3 separate regions of the Sus scrofa genome follow, and regions 2 and 3 are each linked to region 1. A link is a contact called in public Hi-C and HiChIP or PLAC-seq data. All regions are on one chromosome and are shown on one strand. The core of a region is the stretch at or near the end of the contact, and the rest is flanking DNA. Distances in the headings are between cores, read along the strand shown.

Region 1 (3,309 bases), core at 556-3,055:
CACATACTAGGCAGTCACTAGATGTTGGTTCCCTCTCCCTGTGCGCCGCCATCTTCTATGCTTCCCTCCACACTCTAGTCCTCCTCCCCTTTCTAGAACTTACAGTGTCCTGTGCTACTTCCCTGAGGATGAGACATCATTAATCACTCCCTCATCACAGAAGAGAAGATGAGGAGACTTGGCCAAGGTGAGGGAGTGAAGTGCCTCCAGGGTGGGGCTCCAGTTCTCTCTTCCCCTCTCCTCACTAGTGACTGTGCTCTGATACAGGGGAAAGCCTGACAGTGACAGGTAACCACATTCTCAAGCTTTTTTAAGAATCCATGGAAAGAAAATAATCACATATACTTGCTGAAGAGGGAGATGATCCTCTCTAAGCAACGCAGCCCTCGGTCTGCAGGTACATTCATCCTGCACAATGTTTGCTGGGGACCTCATAGGCCACCTAAGAGCACATGCCATATATACACACCACTACACACAAAATCGATCTGTAACAATACAGCTCAGGGAAGCCTACTCAGTACCCTGTGATAGCTTATATGGGGAAAGAATCTGAAAAAGAATGGATATATATGTAAATGTATGGCTGATTCACTTGGTTAATACAACAATGTAAGCTACCTATGCTCCAATAAAATTTTCTTTTTTTGTCTTTTCAGGGCCATACCCGCAGCATATGGAGGTTCCCAAACTAGGGGTCGAATCAGAGCTGTAGCTGCCAGCCTACGCCACAGCTACAGCCACAGCCACACCAGATCTGAGCCGTGTCTGCAGCCAGATCCTTAAACTACTGAGGCCAGGGATCGAACCTGCGTCCTCATGGATGAGAGTCAGATTCGTTTCCGCTGAGCCACAATGGGAACTCCTCCGACATAATCTATATTTAAAAAAGAACCCACATCATATCTTCTTCTGAAGCACTGCTGGGCCCTCAGAACCAGGTCACTTTGTCCTCTTGGCTCTTGGCTTCTGGGTACTGTGGGACCCTAGAGCCCCTTTCTCTAGACCAGCAGTTCATATGCTGTGTCCAGAGCCCCCGGACGGTGAAGGCCAAGGAGGGAGGAGCCAAGGGTGTGTAAAAGTGTCAGCGTTAGTGCCTCATGTCAAATATCTGTGTTTGGGCTCTTGGGAAAGAGGGAGGAAGCATGAAATTGCTAATTCTTAAACTTCGTGGGGTCACGTACCTGTATGAGAATTTGAGATCGTCTCCTCAGAAAAAATGCATGTATACACCAAAATCTACAGACACTTTAGAAAGTTCATGGACCTACTTAATTAAATTATGTTACCATTTGGCGTGGAGTCCCAAATGGTCACTCACTGTGGTTTCTTAAAGTTTTACAAGAGAGGATTATCAGGCTTAAAGAAGTCCTGCAGGGCCCTAAGCTCCTCAAGGGTCGGGCTTAATAGAGGTCATTTGTAGACAGATGTCCCAGTTTATAGGTTCCATTTTCTTTCTTTCTTTTCTTTTTTGGATTTTTTTTGTTTGTTTCTGGGAACAGGAGGAACTCCTTCTCTAGAATGACACCCCAGGGATAAAGGCAGCCACATCCACCAAGGCTGAGAAAATACACAGAGGTTCAGCCAGGAACAAAAATTTCCCAAATTGGAAGATAGGGAAATGGAAATGCATGAGAAATGAAAATGCATGAGGCTCAACGGCACAAACTTTCAAACAAGAAAATAAAATTCTTGATTCGAAATCTCCTTGGGGAGCAGAGTTCTTTGCTCTGTGATGGGAACAAAAGGTTATTGCATTGCATGGTGGATGTTTTCTCATTAGAGTGTGGGCGGCTTGATGAGAGGCTTCCTGAGGCCTCTTGGCTCAAGTGCAGGGAGCAAAACATGAGTGGAGGTTGGAGGGAAGGGTGGAGCAGCCCACAAATGCAGAGACTGGATTATTAGGATGTGTGCTATCACCTGGGGGTACCATCAGTGACGCTTAGCTCTTCCTGCTTTGTCTAGAGCTGCAGCTCATGGGGCAACTGGTGTTCATAGCTTTGGAAGCTCTGCCCTCTTAAATCAGTGGCTCTCAGCTCTGGCTGCGCATCAGGGCCCCCTGGACAAAAAAGCTACTGTTGCCCAGACACAGCCATTTGACTGATCTACAGTGGGACCCAAAAGTCTCTGGAAATAAAAGCTCCTGGGTAATTTCCATGCACACCTAGGGCAGAGAATTACCACTTTAAAGGGTTGCTTGAAACTATAGCAGGTTTTCTGAGGAGCTGCAGAGATTTAGGAACTCAGTAATCAGAGGGAAGTTAAAAGGACTGTTCCTTTAACAAACATGACTCCCTCAGAGATTTAAAAAAAAATTACATCATCAAAGAAGGCTGACCAGGAAAATGGGCTTGTGAGTCTGACATGCGTCCTCCTTTCAGTCCTTAAATAAAAGAATCTGATCAGCTTCGGTAATAGAACAGAACTTCTATTAAATAGTTGATGAGAATTTCCAGGGAGAATTAATCAAGAAAGAGTTTAATACTATTTCAATTACATGTGAGTTAAATAATGCACGACATAAAAATTTAAACCAAACAGAGATCCAGTAGGCTGTGGGAGTCCCTCTGGTTAGGGGTGGAGGTGGGGGGGAGGGGGTTACTGACAGATGGAAGGTGGGGAAAGTTGGCCATGCACATGTCTTGGCAATAAAATCTACTGATTTTACACTTTGACAGGGTTTAATACTATTCCAAAGAGGTGCAGGTTAAATGTCACTTTTCTTCCAACTAGATTATTCTCATGTTTAGGAAGTAGACAGAAGGTTAAGGGTGACACCTGGGGACTGTTCAGTCGTGTATCATGTGTCGGAGCAATCAGTGAATTGGATGTTTTAGTTTGGGTTCCCACGGAAGTATGCTCTAAAACAAGGATTCCAGGACAAGCAGGTCGTTAGGAAGGGGATCCCAGGAAACACTGGAAGGGGAATGGAGAAGGGAAGCTGTGAAGGCAAGAAAGATTGCAAAGGATGTTATCAAACAGTGATCACTAAGGACAACTAGACAACTAGGTTTAACCTCAATGTGCAGACACGCCTCAGTCATCTCACGCGAGATACAAGGAAGCTGGGCTCGTTATCCATCATGTCCCCATCTACCATGGGTTGAAGGCTGCTTCTAGGACAGTAAGCCTCCTCCTCTGGCTCCCCGGCCAAATAAAGGCTCACAGAGACAGGGTGGCAGGGGTGTGAAATAAGCAGCCTTTGGTATACAGAAGTGAAAACAGAGATGATATAGGCAAAGTAGTGACAGTGTCTGCCACACCAGACGCCCTGCTGAGAGTAAAGCTGTTATTCATATGTCCATCCAT
Region 2 (3,309 bases), core at 585-3,084, 240 kb before region 1:
AACAGATAAATATACACAGAACTAGAAGGACTACGGAAGCAATAAGCCTCTTAACAGCAGAGATTTTATGAAGGTTACCATGAGCTAATTTGAAAAAACAGTGCTGCTGAATGGGGAAGAAGGGATGCTCTTCTATTCAGAGTTAGAATGCTGCCAATTCCGTCTGGGCACTGTTGATATGGATGAGTGTGCTTCTTTGCCCTATGTCAAGGAATTAAGAGGTGTGCCTCTTGGTTTGCCCTCCTGTTTACACTCTTGACATAGTCAGCTGGGGTTGTGCATACATTGTTTTGTATGGAGGAAGTGGCTGTTCAGTGACCTTGGAAAAGCCCAATGCCAATGTATTACAGCAGGTGGCAGCCTTTCCCTGGGAGAGAAGGAAGAGTTACCTAATGCAAACTTGCTTTTGGTTTTCTAGCTTTCCTTTGACGTAAGTGTAAGATGATTTATCTAGGGCTTGAAGTTAAGATTGGCTTTATAACAGAGGAAAGAGGAGCAGGGACATGGGCTCATGAAAAGGGCATGTGGGCTCACTTCTGGGACCCAGCCCCTATTTACTGGCTCTGAGTTACTCAGTGGCTGCCCTCAGGGAGCCTGACAGCTTTGGTCTCAACACCAACAGGTATGGATGAAGGCAGCGACCTGAGGCTCAGAAGGGGCTCCGAGCAAGAGGCACAGGGAGGAAAAGAACCGACCTAAAGACAGAATCAGAACAGATCAAGAAGCAGTCTGCTATATATTGTGAGGAAGAGCATTTGATCACAGAATTGTCCCCTTTTCATTCCAGATTTGTAAAGAAACCTTTTATACTAACCTGCCAAATATCTCTTGAAAAGCTTATTAAGTTGTTCTCATTCAGGTTTGCATGATGCACAATGGAAAGCCACACTTGGCTGAGAAGCTTGACACTATATACACTCAGTTTGTTTCTATTTTCTTAATGGTATGTTTGTATTTTATCATTTATCAAGAAGGAACTATGTCAACTATATTTCAATTAAAAAAAGGTTTTTGTCAAAAGATGTTATTCAAAACAGCGCGAATGAGGAGAAATTTGCTAAAGTTGCTACAGATGGATTTGCCTTGTGCCTAAAGGCAATTACTATGATGAGATGGGAGTAGGAGCAGACAGATATTAAGGCACTAGCTTTGACTAGTTAAATTGACTGAAGTTAAATGAAATTAAAACAAAAAGTTCAATCCTTCAGTTGCACTAAACACATTTCAACAGCACAATAGCTATATTTGGTTAATGGCTACCAGGTTGGACAGCATAGATTATTGACCATTTCTATGATCACAGAAAGTCCTAGTAAACAGCCCTGGACTAGAGAAAAAAATGGGGAGTGCTGCCAAGTGAAAAGGTGGGTGATCAAGAACAAATTCTCCATGCAATACTATATATTGTAACGATAACTCCTAGGCGTGGCAGGAGTTTCAAATAGAATAGTTCACATAATCCTCAAGGCCATCTACGACCATAACAACACTGCTGCTGACATTTGTGGAAACCCTACTGCAGGCCGGGCACTGAGGGCTATGTTGTAATAACTCATTAGTCTTTGCAAGAACCCAGTGAGGTCTGTACTGTTATTGTTCCTGTATTGTTCCCCAGATGAGAAGCCTGTGGCAGAAAGGGGTTTCTAACTTATCTGTGGTTACCTGGTTTGTAAGGAACAGCTGGGATGCAAACCCATGTTCTTCTGGGTTGTAATAATTAGAGAAACGGAGTAAGCCACTTTTACACACCACTTTCCCCTAAGACTGGGCCAGCTCTTGGATCCTCTGTCACATAATTGTCTTTCTGGGAGAAGGCTTTATGCCAATTCTGAGAGAGGAACAATGATGCCCTCCCTGCTTGTCAGGATGTGAGCCACTTCCTTCCCCCCAAAGCAGATAGGCTATCTGCCCAAGGGAAGTTGGTTTCTCAGAAGCGCACCCTTGTAGAAATCAAGTCCATTTGCGTGAAAATTTAGAAGTAAAATATGTTTATATAAGATTGATGTGTATACGAGAAAATGCTGTTTTCTCCAAGTGGTACAATTATGGAAAATATTTTCTTTTTGCTCTTATCTCTGTTTTGTTCAACACATTTGCTTTATTTTGTAACTTTTCTACATGAATGTGTGTAGTAACATTTAAAAAATCAAAACCAGCATTGTAAATCAACTATTCCACAATAATATTTTTAAATTTTTTTAAGAAGACACGAGATTTCCAAAAAACTTACAAGCAAAAAATCCAACACACACATGCACATGCACGCACACACACACACACACACACACATACACACACACAAGCAGAGCCAGATACTACATCATAAAGATTTTTAATTGATTAACAACATTTTAGGTTTTTGATAATATAGGAAATACTTCAATACTAGCCAATCAATTACATTTAATTGTGTGCTAAATATCACTGTAATCAATAGCAGAGGAAGTGTTCAACTTAATTATAAAATTAAAAAGGGAACTAAACATTGCTCAGGTACTCACTGTTTCTCTGCAGATGGGGACTCAGCAGTTTCGTGTCAGTGGCCCTGCAGACGCCTGTTTTATGTCATTCAGTTCAAGGTGAAGCAGCGTCTGGTCCATAAAACAAGAACAGTCTGTGAATCATGCTATTGCTTCTTATCATCAATTAGCACCATATGGTCTTTGAAAAGTAACAAACTTGGTGTAAAGAAAGAGAAAAAGGAACCTTTCAAGTTATGGTATAGATGTGTGTCCTCTTCAGGTCAGACGCGTTATGTAGGAGAGTCATTACTGAGTGTGTTGTTGCACTGGAGATAGAGGGGGAACAAAAGAAGTCAAGAACTGGCCAGTAATTTTAAAGATTTTTTTCTCCTATAAAATCCTAAGACTTTGGTATAGTTTTACTCTAATAGGATGTCTTTACATAGTTTTAAAAAGTTATACTCTTTAGAGTGTGTGTACATTTTAAAGTTAATTTTTTTTAACTAAATTTGGGATGCTGCTAAAGGATCTCTTGATAGAGTCTTAGTTCAACCTGTAGTGAGCCCACCATGGACTGATAGCCAAAGGAAAGGGTAGCCAAAAATGTTTTCAAATATCTAACTGTCCTGAGTGAATACAGATTATAGAATCATTCACTTTCATGGCAAAGTAAAAGAGATTTCTAAGTACAAAATATAATGGACTCAGAGGAACGATCAAGTGATAATGTGGCATCAGTGCATCAAATAATTTACTCCTTGTTCCCTCACTTCCCCACCTCTTAGGCTTCCATTTAAAAGAGTTCCTGCTAACTTGAGAGTGTAATTTAAGCTAGGTGGCAACGGTT
Region 3 (3,309 bases), core at 232-2,731, 150 kb before region 1:
TTCTTACACTTAAAGCTTCTGGTTCTTTGTACAACCAGTACCTTATGGATAAGGTGCTCACTCAATTTGATGACTAAACGATGGGAAGGCTGTTGGTGCTATTAAAACCAAGACACAGTTCCTTGTGTGTTGTGACTAAATCTGTTAAACCTACATTAAAAAAAATCTCTGCCCTCCCACCCCCATGATTGCTGTCTTGCCTACCCGCAGGTACAAAAATAAAAGCAGATGGGTGAGATGAGTTTATGGTGTACAGTATTCTTTCTCCCCATTCGTAGCATTTTTCAAGAGTCCTTTGAGGTTTTAAGATTCAAAACATCGTGTAAGAAGAGTTATTGTTTCAACTACCTAACAATTACCCAGACTTCTTTTAGACTTCGGTTAACCTGTAAGTAAAATGAGTATCTTCAACTTTTCCATAGGGCACTGAAGAACCAGTTCTTACTCATAAATGCTTTCAGGTCCTCAGACACCAGGCGTGGTGGAAGATCAAGGGTATCCATCAATTAGCGAGCTCTTCCGGACCTCAGTTTACCCACTTACGGAAACCGGGGCATTAACTTTGTTTCGTAGGGGCCCCGGAGGTGTAACTAATTGGTGTTTTTAAGTGCTCTGAGATCCACAGATGAAAGGAAACGCGAGGGACAAGCAGTGATGATGACAATAATCATGACAATAAACAAAATGACTAACTTGGAAGTCTGTGTTATGTAAAGAAGGAAAAAGAAGTTATCAGATTCGTACAAACAAAAGAAAAGCCCTCCGCCCCCCTTTGTTTCTCTTTCAATTCTACCTCGTTCCCCGCCCCCGCGAAGCTCCCCTCCCTCAGCTGGTGGCCCGGCGCGGGGCGCGGGGCTCGGACTTGGCCGCCGCGCGCCCGTTCCTGGGCGGAGGGGGAGGGCGCGTCGGGCCGGCTCCTGACAAAGGCGCTTCCTCCTGCGAAGGCGCGGGATGAGGGCGCCGCAAACTCCGCTTCGGCGCGGGGGCGCGCAGGCGGGCGGGGAAAGCTGGCCGCCTAAACCCGGCCGTCCGCCCCGGGAAGCCGCCGAGGAAGTTGCGCGCCCGCCTGGCCCGCACCCCTCGCCCGCTCCGTGTCGACCCCTCCCGCGGCGTGCCGCGGCCACACTCACCGGACAATTGCTGGTGGCCGGAATCCCAGCACGGCCCCGAGACCCGGGGCGAGGGGGTGAAGTGTGCGTGCGCGGGGAGCGCGAGCAGACAGCCCGGCGTTCCGCCGCCGCCTTCCGCGCCAGCCGGCCGAGCCCGGCGAGGGGAAGTTGGCCGCGGAGCTGAGCGCTGACGAGCCGCGGGCGGAGGGAGAGCCGCGGGGCCCGCTTTGTGATGCGCTCCCGGAGGGCTCGAGGCAAACCCGAACGCGCGGCTCGGCTAGTGCTGCTGCTGGAGGCGGCAGCGGCGGCGCCCCCCGACGGTCCCTCCGCCTCACTCCGCCTCTGGGTCACTGACACACACTCAGAGGGAGGGGAGGGGACTAGCTGGAAGGCGGGGCCGGAGGGAGGGGACGGGGCAGGGCCATAGAGGGAGGCGGTGCCGCGGCGCCGAGCGGTCTCTTGGGAGTTGTAGTTCTCTGACTGAAGAAAAAGGGGTACATTGTTGAGGACGAGTCCCTGCTCGCTCCGCACTGCGCATGCTCGGGAGGGAGAGGGTCGGCCCCACTGTTACTATGGTCACAGACATACTGAGGAAGGGAACGTGTTCAGCGCGGCTGCTGGCTGAACAAGGCCCTCCTTGTGTTATGGTGCTGTTAAGGATCCTACTTTTAGCTGGTCCTTCTTACTTCGCTCCACCCCCAATTTCCTAACCTCACCACTCACAAGTGCTCAGTGAAATCTGACTTCTTCATATTTTGGTCTTCCCTGCTGCTTAATTTTATGCCATAAATGCCGAATCACAACCATTTCCCTTCCCTCAAGGGAGCCCTCCCTGCCTTAAATTCAAGGGTTTTTTCCGTTTATTTTTTTAACCTAAGACTTGTAGAAACGTAGTTGCTTCCAATAACTTTACAATTAAGTTATAAAACTGCTAGGAACAAATCCATTGTCAGATTCCCATAGTTAATTTCTTCGCTCAAGTCACATCTAACTGGCTTCTTTAAGGCCAGCAAAGGTAGAGCTCAGGATCAAGATCGCTATATCTTACTTGATCGGTGCAAAGTAATCAAACGTTTAAATTTTAAGGCCTAGAATTTTTAAGAAATAAGAATTTCATAAAGTATAAGTTCAAAAGATAAGTGAAAAGTTGAAAATTGTTTACTGTATATACATTGGCAACTTTCAATTAGCAATAAGAGAAGTCTGAACCACTGTCTGAGTATGCTGTTGGGCTGGTCAGCTAGGGCTACACCCATACAGGGCACCCAGGTGTAAATAGTGGCCGAAGAGGGTGGTGAAAGGCAAACATGTTATTGGATCTCTAGAGGACTTAAGACAGCCTGTCCAAGCTCTTTTGTTTTTCTTCTCTGCCCACCTAGAACCCCATACTCTGGAAGAAAAAAGATCAATGTTTAGAAATCAGAAACAGGAAAAGTTGAGGTTTTCAGATAGAGAGTTTCAAGATCAAGGATCCTTATGTTTGCAGACCACATAATTATTCATTTAGAAAACATTCTTGAATATACTACGCCTCAGGTACTTTATTAGTTCTCAGAAAGAGAGATACAGGAATGTAAAAGAAACACTGTTTAAGTGCTTACTGTGCAAAAGAGGAGCCAGGTAAATAAATAGACTCAGTGTGATAATACCTTAATAGGAAAGTACACCAGGTGCTTCAACACACAGTTACCCCAGGCTCAGGCAGTTTCAGAAAATGCTTCAAAGAACGCTTAAACTTGAGGATGACTAGGAGTTAGTGTGTTTGTGTGCTTTGGTGGAGGAAGAAAAGAGAAGTGAGTGAGAGCAGAGGGTGGGGGGGCTGGGGGTGAGGTGGAAGGCAGCAAGAGCAAAGTGCTAGAGGCATTAGAATTTGGTTCAGCAAAGAGTTCAGCATTGCTGGTTGTAGGGTGGAATTGAAGGGAGTGGCAAGAGGAGACAGTGAAAGGTAAAGGAGACAGATCATGAAGAATCTTGTACCATATGCTAAGGAATATAGGCTCTTTTCTACAAGCAACAGAAAGCCATGCCAAGATTGGAAGCACATGAAATTTTGATAAGATATGCACTTTAGAAATGCATTTTATGCATTAAAAAAAAAAAAAAAAAGGCCTGAATCAGCAGTGGCAGAAGACAGAACTGAGGGAAATCACACTATTTAAGGAATAGAATTAATAGAACCTAGTGATTAAACAACCTTTGT

Evidence for each region. Hi-C and Micro-C count contacts between places; a contact is called where the count stands out from the background. HiChIP or PLAC-seq counts read pairs in DNA pulled down with a chosen protein or histone mark.
Region 2: a Hi-C map of subcutaneous adipose tissue shows a contact between it and region 1, with 2.3 times the contacts expected there. The contact joins two enhancer-like sites. A contact is called at or near these places in 2 of 5 promoter capture datasets (fetal liver and liver), 18 of 47 Hi-C or Micro-C datasets (blood, brain, embryonic fibroblasts and 10 more) and 2 of 2 datasets of contacts at active chromatin or transcription factors (alveolar macrophages and skeletal muscle).
Region 3: a contact with region 1 is called in an H3K27ac HiChIP or PLAC-seq map of skeletal muscle. The contact joins the promoter of PELI1 here to the enhancer-like site in region 1. A contact is called at or near these places in 1 of 5 promoter capture datasets (liver), 10 of 47 Hi-C or Micro-C datasets (alveolar macrophages, brain, embryonic fibroblasts and 6 more) and 2 of 2 datasets of contacts at active chromatin or transcription factors (alveolar macrophages and skeletal muscle).

What each region holds. Positions count from the first base shown.
Region 1 is chr3:77,589,652-77,592,960 of Sscrofa11.1, reverse strand. No RefSeq gene overlaps it. Among named protein-coding and RNA genes, the nearest start is that of LGALSL, 110 kb to the right of the region's middle. Within about 2 kb of position 1,805, at least 5 of the 83 cell types and tissues checked have an H3K27ac peak or open chromatin away from gene starts, as enhancers often do. A contact at or near this core is called in retroperitoneal adipose tissue, skeletal muscle and subcutaneous adipose tissue, where this site is marked.
Region 2 is chr3:77,824,871-77,828,179 of Sscrofa11.1, reverse strand. No RefSeq gene overlaps it. Among named protein-coding and RNA genes, the nearest start is that of VPS54, 30 kb to the left of the region's middle. Within about 2 kb of position 1,834, at least 22 of the 83 cell types and tissues checked have an H3K27ac peak or open chromatin away from gene starts, as enhancers often do. A contact at or near this core is called in retroperitoneal adipose tissue and subcutaneous adipose tissue, where this site is marked.
Region 3 is chr3:77,738,632-77,741,940 of Sscrofa11.1, reverse strand. PELI1 (E3 ubiquitin-protein ligase pellino homolog 1) reads right to left here and starts at 1,481. Exons shown (of 7, transcript XM_021087454.1): 1 at 1,131-1,481.